Linked DNA regions of Mus musculus: all the other regions are linked to region 5. The links are chromatin contacts, called in public ChIA-PET, HiChIP or PLAC-seq and promoter capture Hi-C maps. All regions are on one chromosome and are shown on one strand. Each heading gives the region's core, a stretch centred on a gene start, on an enhancer-like site or on the middle of the called end of the contact. The rest is flanking DNA. Distances are from core to core; before and after follow the strand shown. Region 1 overlaps Gigyf2 (GRB10 interacting GYF protein 2). Region 2 overlaps Gigyf2 (GRB10 interacting GYF protein 2). Region 3 overlaps Sag (S-antigen, retina and pineal gland (arrestin)). Region 4 holds the start of Dgkd (diacylglycerol kinase, delta). Region 5 holds the start of Inpp5d (inositol polyphosphate-5-phosphatase D). Region 6 overlaps Gigyf2 (GRB10 interacting GYF protein 2).

The links. ChIA-PET counts read pairs in DNA pulled down with a chosen protein or histone mark. HiChIP or PLAC-seq counts read pairs in DNA pulled down with a chosen protein or histone mark. Capture Hi-C pulls out chosen DNA fragments and counts their contacts.
Region 1: a contact with region 5 is called in an RNA polymerase II ChIA-PET map of memory CD8 T cells, with 104 read pairs. The contact joins the enhancer-like site here to the promoter of Inpp5d in region 5. A contact is called at or near these places in 2 of 39 promoter capture datasets (embryonic stem cells and neural stem cells), 1 of 484 Hi-C or Micro-C datasets (Th1 cells), 6 of 115 datasets of contacts at active chromatin or transcription factors (CD8 T cells, bone marrow-derived dendritic cells, extraembryonic endoderm stem cells and 3 more) and 1 of 9 other capture datasets (adipose tissue).
Region 2: a contact with region 5 is called in an RNA polymerase II ChIA-PET map of memory CD8 T cells, with 58 read pairs. The contact joins the enhancer-like site here to the promoter of Inpp5d in region 5. A contact is called at or near these places in 6 of 115 datasets of contacts at active chromatin or transcription factors (the 230-238 cell line, CD8 T cells, acute myeloid leukemia and 3 more) and 3 of 9 other capture datasets (adipose tissue, embryonic stem cells and pancreatic islet).
Region 3: a contact with region 5 is called in an RNA polymerase II ChIA-PET map of memory CD8 T cells, with 98 read pairs. The contact joins the enhancer-like site here to the promoter of Inpp5d in region 5. A contact is called at or near these places in 1 of 484 Hi-C or Micro-C datasets (centroblasts), 8 of 115 datasets of contacts at active chromatin or transcription factors (CD8 T cells, the HPC-7 cell line, bone marrow-derived macrophages and 5 more) and 3 of 9 other capture datasets (adipose tissue, embryonic stem cells and liver).
Region 4: a contact with region 5 is called in a promoter capture Hi-C map of liver. The contact joins the promoter of Dgkd here to the promoter of Inpp5d in region 5. A contact is called at or near these places in 2 of 39 promoter capture datasets (liver and pre-B cells), 5 of 484 Hi-C or Micro-C datasets (B cells, CD4 T cells, CD8 T cells and 2 more), 9 of 115 datasets of contacts at active chromatin or transcription factors (the 230-238 cell line, double positive thymocytes, effector CD8 T cells and 6 more) and 3 of 9 other capture datasets (adipose tissue, liver and macrophages).
Region 6: an H3K27ac HiChIP or PLAC-seq map of thymic regulatory T cells shows a contact between it and region 5, with 5 times the contacts expected there. The contact joins the enhancer-like site here to the promoter of Inpp5d in region 5. A contact is called at or near these places in 1 of 39 promoter capture datasets (macrophages), 2 of 15 datasets of contacts at CTCF or cohesin (CD8 T cells and the NIH/3T3 cell line), 19 of 484 Hi-C or Micro-C datasets (the AtT-20 cell line, the C2C12 cell line, CD8 T cells and 13 more), 18 of 115 datasets of contacts at active chromatin or transcription factors (the 230-238 cell line, CD8 T cells, the HPC-7 cell line and 15 more) and 5 of 9 other capture datasets (adipose tissue, embryonic stem cells, liver and 2 more).

Annotation. Positions count from the first base shown.
Region 1 is chr1:87,376,770-87,379,469 of GRCm38.p6, reverse strand. Gigyf2 (GRB10 interacting GYF protein 2) reads right to left here. Exons shown (of 29, transcript NM_146112.4): 7 at 387-498. Among named protein-coding and RNA genes, the nearest start is that of Kcnj13, 17 kb to the left of the region's middle. Within about 2 kb of position 1,284, at least 15 of the 459 cell types and tissues checked have an H3K27ac peak or open chromatin away from gene starts, as enhancers often do. A contact at or near this core is called in CD8 T cells, Th1 cells, memory CD8 T cells and 1 more, where this site is marked.
Region 2 is chr1:87,416,774-87,419,498 of GRCm38.p6, reverse strand. It overlaps Gigyf2 (GRB10 interacting GYF protein 2), which reads right to left. Exons shown (of 29, transcript NM_146112.4): 15 at 2,515-2,681; 16 at 320-411. Among named protein-coding and RNA genes, the nearest start is that of Kcnj13, 23 kb to the right of the region's middle. Within about 2 kb of position 1,423, at least 7 of the 459 cell types and tissues checked have an H3K27ac peak or open chromatin away from gene starts, as enhancers often do. A contact at or near this core is called in CD8 T cells and memory CD8 T cells, where this site is marked.
Region 3 is chr1:87,827,063-87,829,762 of GRCm38.p6, reverse strand. Sag (S-antigen, retina and pineal gland (arrestin)) reads right to left here. Exons shown (of 16, transcript NM_009118.2): 10 at 1,294-1,366. Among named protein-coding and RNA genes, the nearest start is that of Sag, 25 kb to the right of the region's middle. Within about 2 kb of position 1,327, at least 155 of the 459 cell types and tissues checked have an H3K27ac peak or open chromatin away from gene starts, as enhancers often do. A contact at or near this core is called in CD8 T cells, the HPC-7 cell line, adipose tissue and 7 more, where this site is marked.
Region 4 is chr1:87,851,862-87,854,561 of GRCm38.p6, reverse strand. Dgkd (diacylglycerol kinase, delta) reads right to left here and starts at 1,275. Exons shown (of 30, transcript NM_177646.3): 1 at 1,106-1,275. The coding sequence starts at 1,261. It overlaps Gm19582 (predicted gene, 19582), which reads left to right and starts at 263. Exons shown (of 2, transcript NR_136921.1): 1 at 263-591; 2 at 704-1,215.
Region 5 is chr1:87,618,832-87,621,567 of GRCm38.p6, reverse strand. It overlaps Inpp5d (inositol polyphosphate-5-phosphatase D), which reads right to left and starts at 1,256. Exons shown (of 27, transcript NM_010566.3): 1 at 937-1,256. The coding sequence starts at 1,079.
Region 6 is chr1:87,446,348-87,449,047 of GRCm38.p6, reverse strand. Gigyf2 (GRB10 interacting GYF protein 2) reads right to left here. Exons shown (of 29, transcript NM_146112.4): 28 at 2,589-2,700. Among named protein-coding and RNA genes, the nearest start is that of Snorc, 23 kb to the left of the region's middle. Within about 2 kb of position 1,332, at least 7 of the 459 cell types and tissues checked have an H3K27ac peak or open chromatin away from gene starts, as enhancers often do. A contact at or near this core is called in regulatory T cell precursor and thymic regulatory T cells, where this site is marked.

The DNA.
Region 1 (2,700 bases), core at 35-2,534, 240 kb after region 5:
TGTGATTCTCTAGGTCACACCATGCAGCCCATTTTGGTCTGGAACTCATGATTCTTCTGTCTTGGCCTCCCAAGTGTTAGGATCACAGGAACACGCAACCCTGTACCACTCATGAAAGGAACGCGGTGTGCTTTGTTTTGTTTGGAGTACTGAGGGCTGAACCTCCCTAGAGAGCTACCAATGGGTTAGAATCCTAGCCATTTTTTTCCATTTTTATTTTGAGTTCAGAAGTTTGCTAAATTGTGCAGGATAGCCAGTACTCCAGAATCTCCTTCCTCAGCCTGTCAAATAACTGGCACACAGGCAAGTCCTATAGAATACCACTAGGGTGAGTTTTATAGACCAGCAAATGCTTAATTACATTACAATCTCAACACTTTAGTTACCTTTCTTCCCAGCTCTGTGATCTATGCATTTCCCTGCCACCTCCTCGCCCAAACACACCCTCTACTTCATCAAAACTTCTTTGGTAGAAACCACATTCACCTCTACCTCTGCCTGAAAATAAGAAAACAGGGGGAGGGGAAATAGTTAGAAACCAACATCCAACAAGTATGTTCAACACTGAAGGTTAATCTCTATGAAGTTCTATCTCTCTGTACACTTCAAGACGGCCACATTTAAGTATTTAGCAAGACATAATGGCTCTGATAGAACTGAACTGGGGTATGAAAAAAATAAACCAACCACTCGTGAAGGAATCCCAGTCCTGAACAATACACAGCACCAACAGGAAACTCATCAGTGACGAGGTCCACAGTGGCGTCTACCAAGGCTAGTACACCATTATAAATTGAATGTTTTCATGGATTGTTTTCAATAACTACTGGGGAAATCTTACTATGGGGAACTTCTAGAGAGAAACTCTAGTAGGAAGTGTCAATCACGATAAAATTCCTTTATCCAATTCCAGAAAAAAGATAGCAGAAGTGAACTGAACAACTGTAGGACTGCGAACTATATTCTTACAGGATAAAAAGAATCCTTCACTGAGGTAAGGAAAATTAGCAACACTAAAGTCATTCCGCAGAGTAGTTGGAGTATAGGGACTTAAAAGCTTTGCAAATCAAATGTTAGCAGGCTTCTAATGAAGGCCATCTGGTTAACTATCAACCTGTGACTCTGCTCAGAATCTATCCCAGTAGAAACATTTTTACAGAGTCAAGTGGGGTGGAACATGCCTATAATCTCAGCATTTGGGGCTGAAACAGAGAACTGACAGCTCAAAGCCAGCTTGTGTTACATCAAGAATGACTCAAAAAGCCTAAGAAAGATGAAAAGGACCGAAAGGGAAAGAAGAAAAAAAGAACAAAAGGGAAGGAGAGGGAGGCACTCACAAGTATGTAAACCATCATGCAATGCATACAGTTTCAACCAGTGATAAGACTTACTATAACCACTCACTGTTCAACCACATTATAATGGAGTTGAAAACTCTGAAGTAACTAGAGACTTATTTGTGATGGTGCTGGTCTAAAGAAATCTACTGAACTGCCAGTCACTTAAAAACATGGCATATTTGCCAGCATGTAGTACACAGTATGTGATTGTGACAATGAAAAGTTATTTATTTGAGGATATATTATATTTTCAAGTGTACTTATTTTAAATTTACTATAAAACAATATCCCATTTATACCACAAGCAACAGCATATATCTTGTAATCATTGTCTTTTAACTGTATCTGGAGGCCAAACCAAGTAAATAACCTAAACCATATAAGCCTGTGTAAATTATAATGTTCATATATCAATGAAAATAAAATAACCTAATGAGGCTCGCGTCTTGTTAAATAAGGCATGACACATATTTGTATGAAAACGAACACTTGAATTTCAAAACACTAGAAACAACCTAATAATAGTTGGCTAAATAAATTCTGATGAAACATCCCAGAACAATACAAATCCACATAACTAAGGCACTAATGTTAACTCAGACCTGTGCTACTGAATGACAAAAGCATACTCAAGTGGGGGGGGGGGGTGATATTGTGATGTTGTCCATACTGCTGCACAGCTAAGAGTGACTGAGACACATGCAGATATGTATGTAGCACGCACTTTCAGCTTTGGACATTCTGTAGTTTACTCAATGAACATGTGAACAGTACTGACACAAATGAAGAAACTAGAGGAGGCATGGGAGTTTGGGGTGCATTTATAACAAAAAATACCTTAGCAGCTATCCCAAACTTAACTTCTCCCATAGATCAAAATGATCAGAAGAAAATGATAAAGCTTTATTTTGTGTATGGTGCTAGGTACCAAACAGAGCACAATGCAAATGCTAGGCAAAAGCTCTACCACAAAAAATACACCTCTAACCCGAAAATAATATATTCTGAATGAAACATCCAATGAAGCAAGTGAATTCAAGTACCCATGCACTTCATCATAACCTATCAGGAACTGACTCAGATTACAGGAATACTTCCATGACTCTTACAAAATACTGAAAAAAATTATATAATATATATTAGGATATTCTCTTGACTAGACTAGTATCCACTTTGTCTATAAAATAAAAGTGAAAACTACAGTTTAACTCTAACAATCACAAAGTTATCTTCCAGGTTCATTACTTTTAAGTCAACCTAAAGTCAACTTACAGTTTAAGTAGCTTTCTCCCTCTGCCCTACATTCAGAATATGTATACATTTTATTTAAAATCCTAAAATAATTTAATAGTAACTACTC
Region 2 (2,725 bases), core at 174-2,673, 200 kb after region 5:
ACAACAAACTCTTTAACTTCTTCCTACCTTCTCCTCTGTTTTTTCTCTGTGCCCCTCAAAAAGTACTTAGTCAATAAAATGATTGTCTGGCTCTTTCTTCAGCAACTAAAGACCCTGAAAACCTAATTAGATGCCATTCTCTGGAATCTAGAATTAAAAGGCAAGCTACAATGAGATGGACAGTGGCACACACGTCACTAGTAGGCTACTCAAGAATCACAGAAGCCTTGAGTTCTCACTCTAACAGGTGAGACTTGAAGCAGATTCTATGTCAGGTTCTTTTGATGCTGCAGTGCATCCTACTGCATCACTCTCTTACTGGATTAAGAACTGCTGGTACTGGAGGTGCTGCATCTGGTATAAGGCAGTGAGTTCCTGCTGTCTGGTCAGGCGTTCCTGGTCCAATTCTCCCTGAGGGAAAAGAGGTACAAGAAGAAGCACCATGAGATAGACAGCAATGAGCATACATAGCATCGAGTATACACACCTACACACATGCACACGCACACACATAGCACACCACACGCAAGACCTTTGCTTCCTACTCCAAACTTGTGCCCTTCAAACCCTTAACTAAAAACCCCATTACCTTAAAAAACCAAGCAATGCCACCTAGTGGTATGAGGTGGCATTACCAACATAAGTCACAAGCAGTCCTTACTCAGCACTGTCATCCACTACTTCAAACTGAAAGCTGAACTGTGATCTACCAATCTGTTACTGTAATTGAGAAATTACCCAGCACTCTAAATCTTGGTGGCTTGTTTTAAAGATCACATAAAAATCACAGAAACAGGACAACATGAAAAAGAGTAAAGTGACCTAACAGCTGATAGGATGAGAACTCCTCCCTCAAATTAGGGATTTCTAACGCTAGTTATACACTGGAAGGTGGAAACACAGGCTAATAGTATTTTCATTGTATTTCAAAATAATTCAAAGAAGATGGCTGAAATTTTAGTTTTGTAAAGTTAAAATAGAGGCAAAGAAAATATAAGGTTTATAGTAATAAAAATAAAAACCTAAGATAACAGACTAACCCCTAGGCAAACCATATATGAACTTGTATTTTTCTGGCTTACTGATTATAGCTTGGAATAAAGCATCTGACATACAATGGGTTAGGGCAGGAAGAATCCTAAATTCAGAGATATCAGGAGTAAGGTCTAGTCAACACTTCACACGAGTAGCTGGGTTTTAAGAGTTCTGCTTGTGAAAGTCAGCTCTCTTATCAGTGCTTTGAGGAAGGAGGTAGCAGGTAACAAGCAACCTGAGCTTCCCAAAAGTTTCCCCTTGAAGGGTACAGACCGAGGCTTAGGTACAGCTTCAACTAAAGAGATGCAGACTGTGACTGGAGAAAACAAGGGGTGAGAACATGCCAAAAACCAAGCGAGCAGCTTTTAGCTCCTGACACATCAAAGTCACATTTCAACTTTAAGACAGGAAATAAGGCTCAAACTTGTCAGGTAAATTCAAGTAATGATTCACTATAATTGTTCTTGTGATTGAAAAGAAACAATTCTCAAAAATAATGTATGAATCATGGAAGAGAAAGTATGATGGCCAGCAAGCCAGTGAGTCTCATCCTTTAATAACAGAGGATACAGCACATTCACTGCCACCTATCAAACAATTACCGTGAAAATAACACTGGTAGCCTCAGTATAGCTGTGTAAGTCAACATCAGGTTACTGCAGAAATCCAGTATTCATGGTAAATTAAATAGTATCACTTTTATCAATGGACAACCACTACTTGCTTCAATTTAATAAAAACATAGACAGACACACACATAGCAACCTCTACTAGCAACTCAACTGAGAAAGGCCAGCCTCAAGAGAAAATTTTCCCAGCCAAAGGATTAGGCCTTCAAAATATCCTAACACAGTAAGTGGCACTTATATTTGGATAAGCCTCAAGTTCAAGAAATTTTATGAGCCAGAAAATAAGAAGGAGATAGAGGTGAGAGGAAAAGTGTACATTCTAAGTAAAAGTAATAAGAACTTTTCAGAGGCCAGCCATTTTGAAACACAGAAGATAAAAGCTTTGACATGAGCTATGAAAGGGAGAGAGTCAGACCATAAAGGACCTACAGGTTAGGTCAGGATAAGATATTGGTCTCATTCTTTATTGGTTAGAAAACCACCGACAGATTTTATACAGTATATATAGATGAATGCACAGTAAGTTCTGAAAAGGTCATTAGTGTTCAGTATACAATTCTCCCATTCAAAAATGCCCATTATCATTTCAATTTACTTCTATGAAACTACCAGGTTGGGTATGGTAGTTCATGCCTATGATCCCAGCAACTTAGGTAGGAGCAAGAGAACCACCACAAGTTTGAGGTCAACCTGGTCTGCAGAGCAAGTTCCAGGCCAAAACCCTGTATCAAAGAAAAAGAAAGAGAAACTACCATTCTTTCTTCCTTCACTGCAACCCTGGTTGTCATTCAAAGAGAAACAAGTACTCCTGTGTCTACTGTGAATCTCAGGCAAGTGGGAAGATACTCACCATATGAGGAGGGGGAGCTGGGCCTGGAGAGAAAGGAACCCTTCCCCACATTTTCATGATATCACCAAGGGGCTGGAAGCTTTCATCACATGCTCTCTTCACCAGCAAAGACATAGTAAAATAGCCCGCCTGAAACCACTCGGCCATCTCCTGATTGTTAAAGGGACCTAAACACAAGGGGAGTGAGAATGCTGTCAGGCTCAAAAATAAG
Region 3 (2,700 bases), core at 78-2,577, 210 kb before region 5:
AGCAGCTTACAACGGATGTTTGACCCGGTTTGAGGAACCCTGCCCACCAGAGCCCTGGTTGCTGGATGTGTCTGGAACAGTGCTGGGCTCTTGCAGCCTTCTGAGTGGCTTCTACATTGAGACCAATGTGATTTAGTCGTAATGGGATGGTTTTGAGAAGGGCCTTGGAGATGAGAGAAAACAACTCAGGATGTGTCTGTGAGAACATTTCCAGAGAAGATTAGCCCAGAGGGAAGGCTGCCCTGGATACAAGAGCCACCATTGCAGAGGCTAGAAACCTGGCTGTCATCAAAGGGGGAGCAGGGGTATCCTGCTAATGCCTGCATTCCTTGTTTCCTGAGCTGTTCTGCTCTGCCACGCCCACCCTGCTGTGATCAATAGAAACTGTGAATGGAAACAGATATTTCTGTGACAGTTTGTTTTCTCAGATACGTGCCTGTGCCTAAACAATGAAAAAGCTAACATGATATGGCCCCATTTCTAGACTGCTCTGCCCACCCCCGACCCCCGGGAAATCCTAGAATGGTGTCCATTCTCCCGAGGATCATTTGGTCCAAAAAGCACACAGAGTTTTGAATGAGAAACAGGAAATGGTATAGAGATACACACACACACACACACACACACACACACACACACACACACACACACACATCTGGTGTAATCTTCCTGCAAATTCTGCTACAGTAAAGGCTATCATTCTAGCCCGAGGGCCCCCTTCCATGACAGTCAAGCTGGGGGGGAGACAGACAGACAGACAGAGAGAATGAAACATGCATGCAGACACACACACACACACGTGTGTGTGTGTGTGTGTGTGTGTATATATATATATATATATATATATGTATATATAGATATATGCATATATAGATATACGCATATATATATATAGATAGATATAGATATATATATATACACACACATACATATCATAGCCCTAGCCTGGGCTAATAGCTCATTTAGTCATCTTCTGGGGGCAGGACGAGCATCTCATTCCTGTCAACACATTCCAAGGATACACAGAGCCCTTCTTGTTCCCATAGTGACCTTACTCTCTAGATTTCTCTCCTCCGGTCCCTTGTTTATAAAGACTGTTCTCCCAGCCTAAGAGATGGACCCAGAGGCAAAATAAACACATAGCCTAGCCTGCCTTGCTTCATAGCTCTTGATGGGAGAAAGGGGGAAGAAAGCAAAGGCTTTCTTTTCAGAAAAGGCAAAGTTCCCTCTTCAGAAGAGGAAGCTGACAAAGCGGGCTGCCGCCCAGGAAGTGGAAAGACACCTGCTACTTACTGTGTTTCCTCCGAGGCTACAGGCTTGACGTAATAGTCACTTGAGTAGAGAACCACATTGGCTATCTGTTCCACTGCAAAGGGAAGACAGGAGGGGGTGGTCAGGGCAGCCCCTCGTGCCTTCAAGGAGACACACAGGACCATTTGACTCTGGCTTTCTCAGCCCTCGGCTTCAAGCTGCAATTTTTCAAGGTCTGGTTGCAGGCCATTTCTGTATACCAGTGACTCACTCTGCGTTACCAAAACACCGGGCTCTGAGATTCGGCTCCAGGAAGCACCCTTCTCTCCTCCAAACCCATAATCTCTTAAAATCAAGCTTGAGGATTAAGAGAAACAATTTCAAGTTCCCATCACAGTACCCAACTTATAGAAAACTACTAATGTTTTGTTTCAGAAAATTTCACCGTTTCAAGGTCATTGGTATTATTTTCCAATATATTTTGAGAAATATTTTTTTTTTATTTTGAAAAAGGCTTTCCTGTGTAACCCAAGCTGGCCTAGAACTCACAACTCTGCCTCAGGCTCCCAAGTGCTAGGTTACAAGTATGCACCAACACACTTTGCTGAGAAGTAAATTGTTTTTAAATTTTATTTATTTATTTTATGTATATGAGTACACTGTAGTTGTACAGATGGTTGTGAGCCATCATGTGGTTGCTGGGAATTGAATTCAGGACCTCTGCTCACTCTGGCCCCACTCATTCCAGCCCAAAGATTTATTTATTACTATAAATAAGTACACTGTAGCTGTCTTCAGAAATACCAGAAGAGGGCATCTGGTCTCATTAGAAATGGTTATGAGTCACCATGTGGTTGCTGGTATTTGAACTCAGGATCTCTAGAAGAGTAGCCAGTGCTCTTAACCACTGAGCCATCTCTCCAGCCCCGAGAAGTAATTTCAAATACAAGTATGCAATGATACATGATCAATTTTGCAGCTGTTTCTGAAAGTTTGCTTCTGTTCTTTCAAAATTGAAATTACAACCCCAGGGTGACATTATTTTTAAAATTTGCATCACTGGAGGAGGCCACGAACATGTCAAGGACTTGTTGGGAGGTCAGAGGACAACTTGTGGGAAAGTCATTCTCTCCTTCCCCTACATGAGTTCCAGAGATCAAAGTCATGGCACCAGGCTGGGAAGCTGGCATTTTTGCCAGCTCATCCCAGTAGCCCAAGTGAGCATTCACTGTGAAGAGAAGGGCTTTCTGGGAAGTGATGGAGTTGTGGGGACAGCACACTCATGAGTGGATTCCGTGGCCTTAACAAGGAGGTTCCAGGAGCTTGTTGGATGAGCTGCTTGTCAGATGAATCTGCCAATGCCCTGATCCTGAACTTTCCTGTGTGCTGTCAGCTGGCCATAGCGGCACACACCTGCAACTCACTACTAGGGAGGCAGCAGTAGGAGGA
Region 4 (2,700 bases), core at 26-2,525, 230 kb before region 5:
AGTCAGAGAGTCTGATCTGCCTCACACCACTACCTATCTTAAGGACCAAGCACTAGGAAAGGGCATTTCCATTAGTATCAAGGCTCCTTAAACTTGTTCCTGGGGCTGTAATTGTTATAGCTAGAATAACACAGGTGTTAGGTCCCGTGTGCTGAATGACTTGGGTACCACATAACAAATGGACCACGTCAGCACCTAAATGGCACCCCAATCCCCAACCCCGGCAAGTAACAGAGGGTGGCAGATGATCAAGCAAGAAATGGTTTTTCCAGTAAAGGGTAACTAACTGGCCTCGGAGGAAAAGCGCACTGCAGCAGGATGAGCAAGCCCGTGCCAGCCGGAACTGCCAAGGCTGCCCCACGGTGGCAACCTGCTAGCCACCACCTGTCCAGCCACCTGCCTGAGGAAGCCCTTCCAACAAGGAGGGCTCACCTCGGCAAGAAACCATACGCAGTTTTCAAGAGGAACCAGAAAGGAAAAGCAAAGGGTGCAACTTTATTCTTAGGGAAAGACAACAAAAAGGCATGTGTCTCTCTGCACTGCAACCCGAGCGGCTGGAGTTCTCCACGGAGAGAGTTCTGAGCCCAGCGGGTGAGGAGTCCCGGCTTTCCCAAGGAGGGAGGAGGGTGAAAGGGAGGAAGAGAGGGAGGGAGAGAGGGAGAAGCGGCCACTACACGCGCATCCCTTCCCTTTCGGAACATAGGGGTGAGGACCCCGCAGCGGGCTGAGCAGTGGAGGGAGAGCCTGACGCAGGTGAGTACGGGAAGCTGCACCCGGTGCTCAGACCTACAGACCCCCCAGGCCTCGGGGAGCACGCGCCTGCGGCCCCCGCAGCGGTCCCCGCAGCGGCCCCAGCAGCACGCCGGGCCTCGGTCTCCTCAGCGGCGGCGCCCACCTGCGCCCAGTCCCCGCAGACCGGTCCCCGCGGCCCCGTCCTCGCGGCCCGGTCCCCGCGGTCCGTTAAGCCGCGGCGCGCTCGGCCCCGTAGCAGCGACCGCAGGACCTCGGGCCCGGCAGGGCCTGGGCGGCCGCTCGCACACGGTCACGGGCCTCGGCAGGGACCGCGGCGTGAGGGGCGCGCGCCCGGCCGACGCCGCGGGCTCACCTTCTGCCGGATCTGGCCCGACGTGGACACCTTACGGATAAGCTTCTGCGGGGAGCCCGGCTCAGCCTCGGGTTCACTGTCGGACGACTCCTCAGGCGGCGGCGGCGGAGGTGGCTGAGGAGGACCCGGCGGAGGGGCGCCCGCCGCCGCCGCCATGCTGCCCGGCCAGCGCGCGCGCCGCGGGGGGGCGGGGCGGGGCGGGGATGGGATGGGCCCAGCGCCTGGGGCGGAGCCTGGGCGGGGCGGGGCCTAGAGGCCGGCCGCCCCACCCCACCGCGCCCCCATAGGCAGTGGGCGCAGACGTAGGCTTGCCGGGCCCTTGCTGGGTTGTTTCGGCCTGACCCATCTCTTTCCTTCTGATGTCTTCTGTCGTTTTCTTCTTGGAACACAATTTCTAGTTTTTGTCTCTGAGTACACTGTTTTATCACTCATACCCGAGTGTAAGTGATCTCTAGGAGGCCGCTGGACTATGTTGGTGAAACAGTTTACAGAGTGCGTGAAAGTACACCCAGAGGGAGAACTTCTGTTAAGGCCACTGTTAAGGAAAGATGGAGAACCGGGGAACCGTGTTGTAGGCAGAGGCTAGATCTGTGCAAAGGCCCAGAGGCAAAAAGAAAAAAGAAAGGAAGGAAGGGATTTAGAGGGGCTTAGAGGGAGGAAAATGGGACTAGGACAGGAACTGGAGAGCTTTGGGATCGAGGCTCTGAGGACCAGATACGGGATTGGCCTTTTCTGCTGAGACCTGAGGGCAGCAAGAAACCCGGTTGGAGTTGGGGGAGTAAAGAGGTAGATAAGCTGAGCCTGGCTGGGTCACAAAGCGGAGGATCTATGAAGTATTAAGGCAAATAGGCACTCTGAATTACTGGCTGGGGCTGAGAGATAGAGAAGGGAACTGAGATTCAGAAGGGAGGGATGGGGTACTAGAGAGACATAGCAGAATGAACTCTGAGCCAAAGGAGGACCCTATGCAGTTAGAAAAGGAGTGGCTTCCGTTTGGAGTTTTGTTTTTTTGTTGTTTTGTTTTGTTTGGGCATATTGAGATGGAAAAGGACTTGGGGCCAACCAGGACAATGTGCTACCTTCCTGCTCTGCTCTGCTCTAAGAGGCAAGTCAGCAGAGGACCACCTTGGCTATCCCTTCACCCTTTCAGAGGCTGCTGCTGGAGACCCACCAATCAGCAAGCTTTGGGCCTCTGGACAACTGGACAACTCATTCTAGTGGCAATACAAGTCAGATACCACCAGGAACCACAGGAGGTTCCTAATCTGGCACAAAGATGAGGCCAGGATACTGACCTCCCAACCAGTACAGAGGATGACTTTTGTGAAAAAGATCTGAGATGCCTGGATGAACCAGGACACACTCCACCTATGCTGTAGCCACTGGCTACATACAAGTACTTATATTTAAATTCCTATTAACTAGTACCAGCCTAGGCTAAAGAATGACATTTAAGAAAAGAAAAGAGAAAAAGAAAAAGAAAAAGAACCAAGCTGGGCAGTGGTGGTGCACGCCTTTAATCCCAGCACTCAGGAGCCAAAGCCAGCAGATCTCTGAGTTCAAGGCCAGCCTGATCTACAGACTCAGTTCCAGGA
Region 5 (2,736 bases), core at 7-2,506:
CTAGCTGCTCTGAAAGATCTTTCTCTCAGTCCAGGGACAATCTATCAGATGGTACCTGTGCTGTTCAAGTAGGCACACCCTTCCTGACAGTGTTCCTGCCCTGCTCCAGCCTGAAGCCTGGACAGGGTCTGACCACAGGACTATAGGGGTGGCGGCCTTCCTCAGAAGACGCTAGACGGACGGAGTGTTAAAAAGGAACCTTCAGCAAGTGGCTGTTTCCTCTGTTGTTAGGATAACCAGCATATTCAGCAACATCTTCACACTGGGCTGTGGGGGGGTACCAACGGGGGCAGAGACCTGGATAGGGAGGGACATAGCTGAGTGCAAGGAGGGACAGAGACCTACTCAGAGAGCAGCTCTGTGGCTTCCTGTGTCCTTGCAGCCTAGAGTAAAATGTGTACACGAGGAATCCTATCCTGATTAAATGCACCCCGGACTCAGCTCCCCAAATAGAATTAGCTCTAAGACCACATACTAGCAGGGTGGAGGAGGGGACCCTTTTGCCAAGGTTGCCCTTCACTGAGTCCCTGACTGACGCTTGAGCTGACCAAAATGCATTCCAATACACCCTCCACCAGAGAGGCCTGAGTTTCTTCCTGACTCTGTCCCTGCTCCTGCCACAGGAACTCACGGAGACCCCTGGCACCACAGGTCATGGAGGGCTGCAGTATAGGGGAGGCCCAGAGTCACTCAGAGAGCCCTAGCACCACACAAGCCTGTCATGACACAGGCTCCCTGAACTCGAACGCCAAGGTCCAAAGTGGGCCTCAGATGCTGCCCCCCCTTCTCCCCTCCCCACAGGGCAACGAAGTGCCAGTCACGTCCCACCATCCTATGACATAAACCTAACTCAAACTCCCATTACAGGGGTTCCCCCTTTGGATCCACACCTCAGTGGTCCCTGGATCTGACAGTTGGGAGGAGACGGGTACTCACAGCACGCAGAGTGCGTAGGCCCGGGGGATGGACTCGCTGGCACGCACAAGGAAGCTCCCGTCCTTGCCGGCTCTGGAAAGTAGCTCCTCTGCCTTGGAGCGGGTGATGTTGCCATGGTTCCACCCAGGGACCATGGCAGGCATGGGTCTCCTGGACTGGGTCAGCAGCCACTCCCAGGACGGACACTCCAGCAAAGTAGTTCAGGGCCCTCTCTAGGCTGAGACCTGCCGCCTGTTGCCTCTCAGAAATTGCCTCTGCTGCTCCTACCAGCTTAACTGACTGACTTCCTGTTTCAGGCACTCAGCGAGGGAGAGGAAACTGAGCTGCACAGAACTTCCTCATTATAGAAACCAAGTGGGGGGGGGGCATCATCTACCTTCCCACCCAGCCAGCACTGGCTGCCTGCTCCACCCTCTCACTCACTGGCTCTCTATTTCCCCTGAATGGGACCTAACCTCCAGAAGCGTCCATTATCAGCCGAAGTTCCACACGAGGGACGCAAGGGCTCTTTTAGCGTCAGGTTTCATGGCTGACTTCTCAAGCCTGGCCCAACATTTGTGAATAGGCCAAAGGCATGGCTCTCAGAAACCTTTGCTGATGTCCACAAGGGTGGTCACAGTTTTCCCCAGCGCCACCCAGCATACTTGTGATGGTGAGCTTTAACTGTCAACTTGACACAACATAGGATTGCCCAGGAAGAGAATCTCCATGAGGGAACGTCTGCATTGGGCTAGCCTGTGGATACATCTGTAGGGGTTGTTTTAATGAAGCTAGTTGATGTCAGAAGACCCAGCCCACTGTGAGCAACACTATTCCCTAGCTAAAACAGTCTGGTTTGGCCCCTCTGGACCTCTGCTGGGCACCTGGGGCTCACGGAAGGGCTTACATGTCCCTATGGTGCAAGCTGGCCACTTTGGTGATATATGTTACCGCGTTCTGCACTGCAGAAGCCCAAATGGCCAGTCAGGCTATTCCCTCTGTGGCTAGACATGGCTATGTTTGCTCACCCCTTAAAGGTCACCGTTCAGTACTAGCTGAGTTCTGCAGGTACTAAGGTAGCCACTGTCCCTTTGATCCCAGAGCTGGGTGACCTTGTTCCTCAGGCCAGGCCCACCAAGGGAAGTGCTGGCTTACGGCAGAAGTGGTGATTGTTCACTCCTTCATCTGAACCTTGTCACGTTAGATGTGACAACAGACCTAAGCCAGGCACCCCCCTACACACACATGCACGCACATACTGGAGCTTGGTTGAGCTTATCGCTCTCAGCCTCAGTTTTCTTTAGACTGCAGGGTGTAATTCAGAAAGGAGCTCTGGTGTGTGGAGGACATGGGAGCTGTGTTGATGTCATCCATGGCAGGAGCTTGGGGCCTGCAGGGCACAGCTGGTGGGAAATCTGAGAGTGGGTAGAGTACTCCAGCCAGGTCCTGAGCCAGAGGGAGGGGACATGGTCTCGACAAGAGCTCACGTCTACATTCTGATTTTGCCACCTGGAGGCTGAAGATGTTAACTCTAACTCTACAAGGGACCCTTCATGGAGTCCTCTCAAGTTCACAGTACCCCATGCAGCCCTCCTTAGGAAATCTCTGTCTAACACATTGTCTTAGTCAGGGTTTCTATTCCTGCACAAACATCATGACCAAGAAGCAAGTTGGGGAGGAAAGGGTTTATTCGGCTTACACTTCCATACTGCTGTTCATCACCAAAGGAAGTCAGGACTGGAACTCAAGCAGGTCAGGAAGCAGGAGCTGATGCAGAGGCCATGGAGGGATGTTCTTCATTGGCTTGCCTCACCTGGCTTG
Region 6 (2,700 bases), core at 83-2,582, 170 kb after region 5:
CTGTTCTGACTGCCAAGTGGTTCAATTTCAAGCAGCTGGCTGGAATTTAAGTCTCTTATGCTTAAGATTTACACTAAACTGGGTACAGAAGAAAGACAAGAAGAAAGATGCAAGCATACCTATGCAGAAAAGGATCTCTGGTCAGTCAGACTGGAATGGAATCAGCTTAGGAGAGGCATAACCGACAGTAATCACAAGCACTGTGACATTAGAATACCTAACGCTACTGGTCACATGAAGGGACTTTTACAATAAAATCCATAACCACAAGTTGATTAGAATTTTAGTGATGGGCCTCTTGAGAGGGAGCAGCTCCAAGAAAGCTCCCCAGTTCCTCAGCCCTGGATGAATCCTCAACTGTTTCAGCTGTTATTTGGACGCCAAAAGCAAACAGTCAACGCCCTCCACTCTGCTGCGGTTGCTGGTACTGGGTGGGTTTTTCACACCTTCATTTTGTACCTCAATGTTTAAATTTTCAAATAAATACGCATTTGAAATGTTCTAATAACAAATAAAGTCTTGCATAATAAGATGGCTTAATTAACAGGATCAAAAATAAGATTTAAAAAAATAAAGAAGCCTGTTTACTAACTAAGAAGCTATGGAGAAAGCTGCTGTGTGACAAGGCACACACACGGAGAAGTGAGTACACCAAACTCCATACACAGGCCCAACCAGAAACTCCACCCACAACCCACCTGAGAACCCGTTTTTCCCTTGGAAATACTGAAGGCTTAGTGTTTGTATCTGTCAGGTGATGGTTTTACTTGGTAAGTCTAAAAACCTAAAGCCCAGCAGTCTATGAAATGAGCTATTGCCTTTATTATTCTGAAGCAGGTTTGATTTCAGTTCAAAAACAAATTAAGTGAGATAGAAACAACAAGTTGCATAGCACAGAAGAAATGTAATTTAAAAATCAACTAATATTAATCAAGATAGGAAAAGAGAAAGCTATTGAGAAATAAAGATTATTTGATGTTTTAATGTGCTGATTACAAGGTGAGGCTTTTTAGCAGACATGCTCTGACTTAACTGATTTAGGAGCTCAGTCAGGCATAAACTTAGCCTTCCAACTTCAAAAAGCAACAGCCTGTGAGTGCCATGAAAGGCAGGGCATCACAAAAGGGGATTTCCTCACTCTGCTGCTCCACAGACCACTTTCTACTAGGTCTACAACACTCACCTTCATGCTTCCTTTTAGGATTATGACAATGTCTTTGTGTTTCTACAAAGGGGAGTCTGACTGAGAGGAAGCTATATATTTTATCACCCCCAAATGGTTTACACGGGCCCCCTGGGAACCCTTACAATCAGTATGACCAGAGAAGAGTGAAGGGCGCCTAGAAGTGAAGTGAGGCTGGGGCGCCCTCTGCTGGTTCCTTTGCAGTCTGCTCTCTGTGGTCACTTTAGATCAAATTGGAACCTATTTTTCCAGTATGTGCATGGAAAAAAATTCTCAACCTATAAATTTGCAGGGAATACACCCATTGGAAAGTAATATATGAAAATGAATAAGCAGAAAAACTGAAAGAAAATTAAAAACTTTCAGAGGCATTTCCAGAAAGAGGGGTAAGTAGGCAGTGACTTGGCTTCAGTGGGAAGCTCTGCTCCTGCGCTGACTGCCCTTCCAAGCCTGAGAGAACTGACCCACCTCCCATGTCCTGAGAGATGCTGACATCCCTGCTGGGGTCTCTGGCAGAAGACCAAGACCACACTGCAAGGACAAACATCCGTGGAGCAGCCTCTCACACCTGTAAGCTACATCACAAGGGCTTCTCAGCTGCAAGTAGTTAGAAATCTGCTCAGCTCTGTCTGAATTTTATAGTTTCTGACCCATGTTTAATATTAACACTCCAGAGAAGAAGAAAATCGACTATGACAGCCAAGTTTCCATTAACTTCATGTTCAAAAGCAGTGAAGGATTTCATTTATCACTATTTATTTATTTATTTATTTATTTATTTATTTATTTATTTATTTATTTATTTATTTATGGGTTTGTTGGGCCAATTTAAGATACAAAGCAACTTACATTCATTACTTATGAAATACTGTTCCCTACCATCCCTGGAGTCATTTAAAGCCCTAATTTAGGCATCTGCTTTTTTTAGGAAGCTGCTGCATATGAGGACAACAGCTCTCAGTACTAGATATGGAGGCATCTACCACAGAAGAGTGGAGAAGGCCTGCAGCTCACTGGCCAAGACAAGTGGGTGTCCTGGCAGTGCAGTTGCCCAGGACCTACAGAAAGTGGACGTAACAAGCACTGCTTAGTTGAACATCTGCTTCCAGCAGAAATAAGCACCTGAACTTCTCAACTAGCTCTACTGTTGTTGTCCACTTTCGTTATTTTTGCATGAAATTCTAAGTAAGGCTTTAAAGTTTGAAGGACCAGAATCATACTGCTAGTTTGTCTATACTAGCACATGGGCAAATCTCCTACACTTACACACCCAGGAAATATTGCCTATTCTTAAAACCAGATAGTAAAATGAATCTTTACATGAAGACTGCAGCGATGTATCTGGTTACTGTCAGCACCCAAAACCTTCCTCTCACCCCACCTGAGAGTCCAGGCCTAGTCTTACCTAATAAACTGGGATCTGCTCGAACCATCTTCTGCTTTTTCTTCTTCTTGCCACTTTGCACAGCCTCAAAATTTGATTGTTGGTTGTTGCTTTGATTGGTCTGAAATACCGA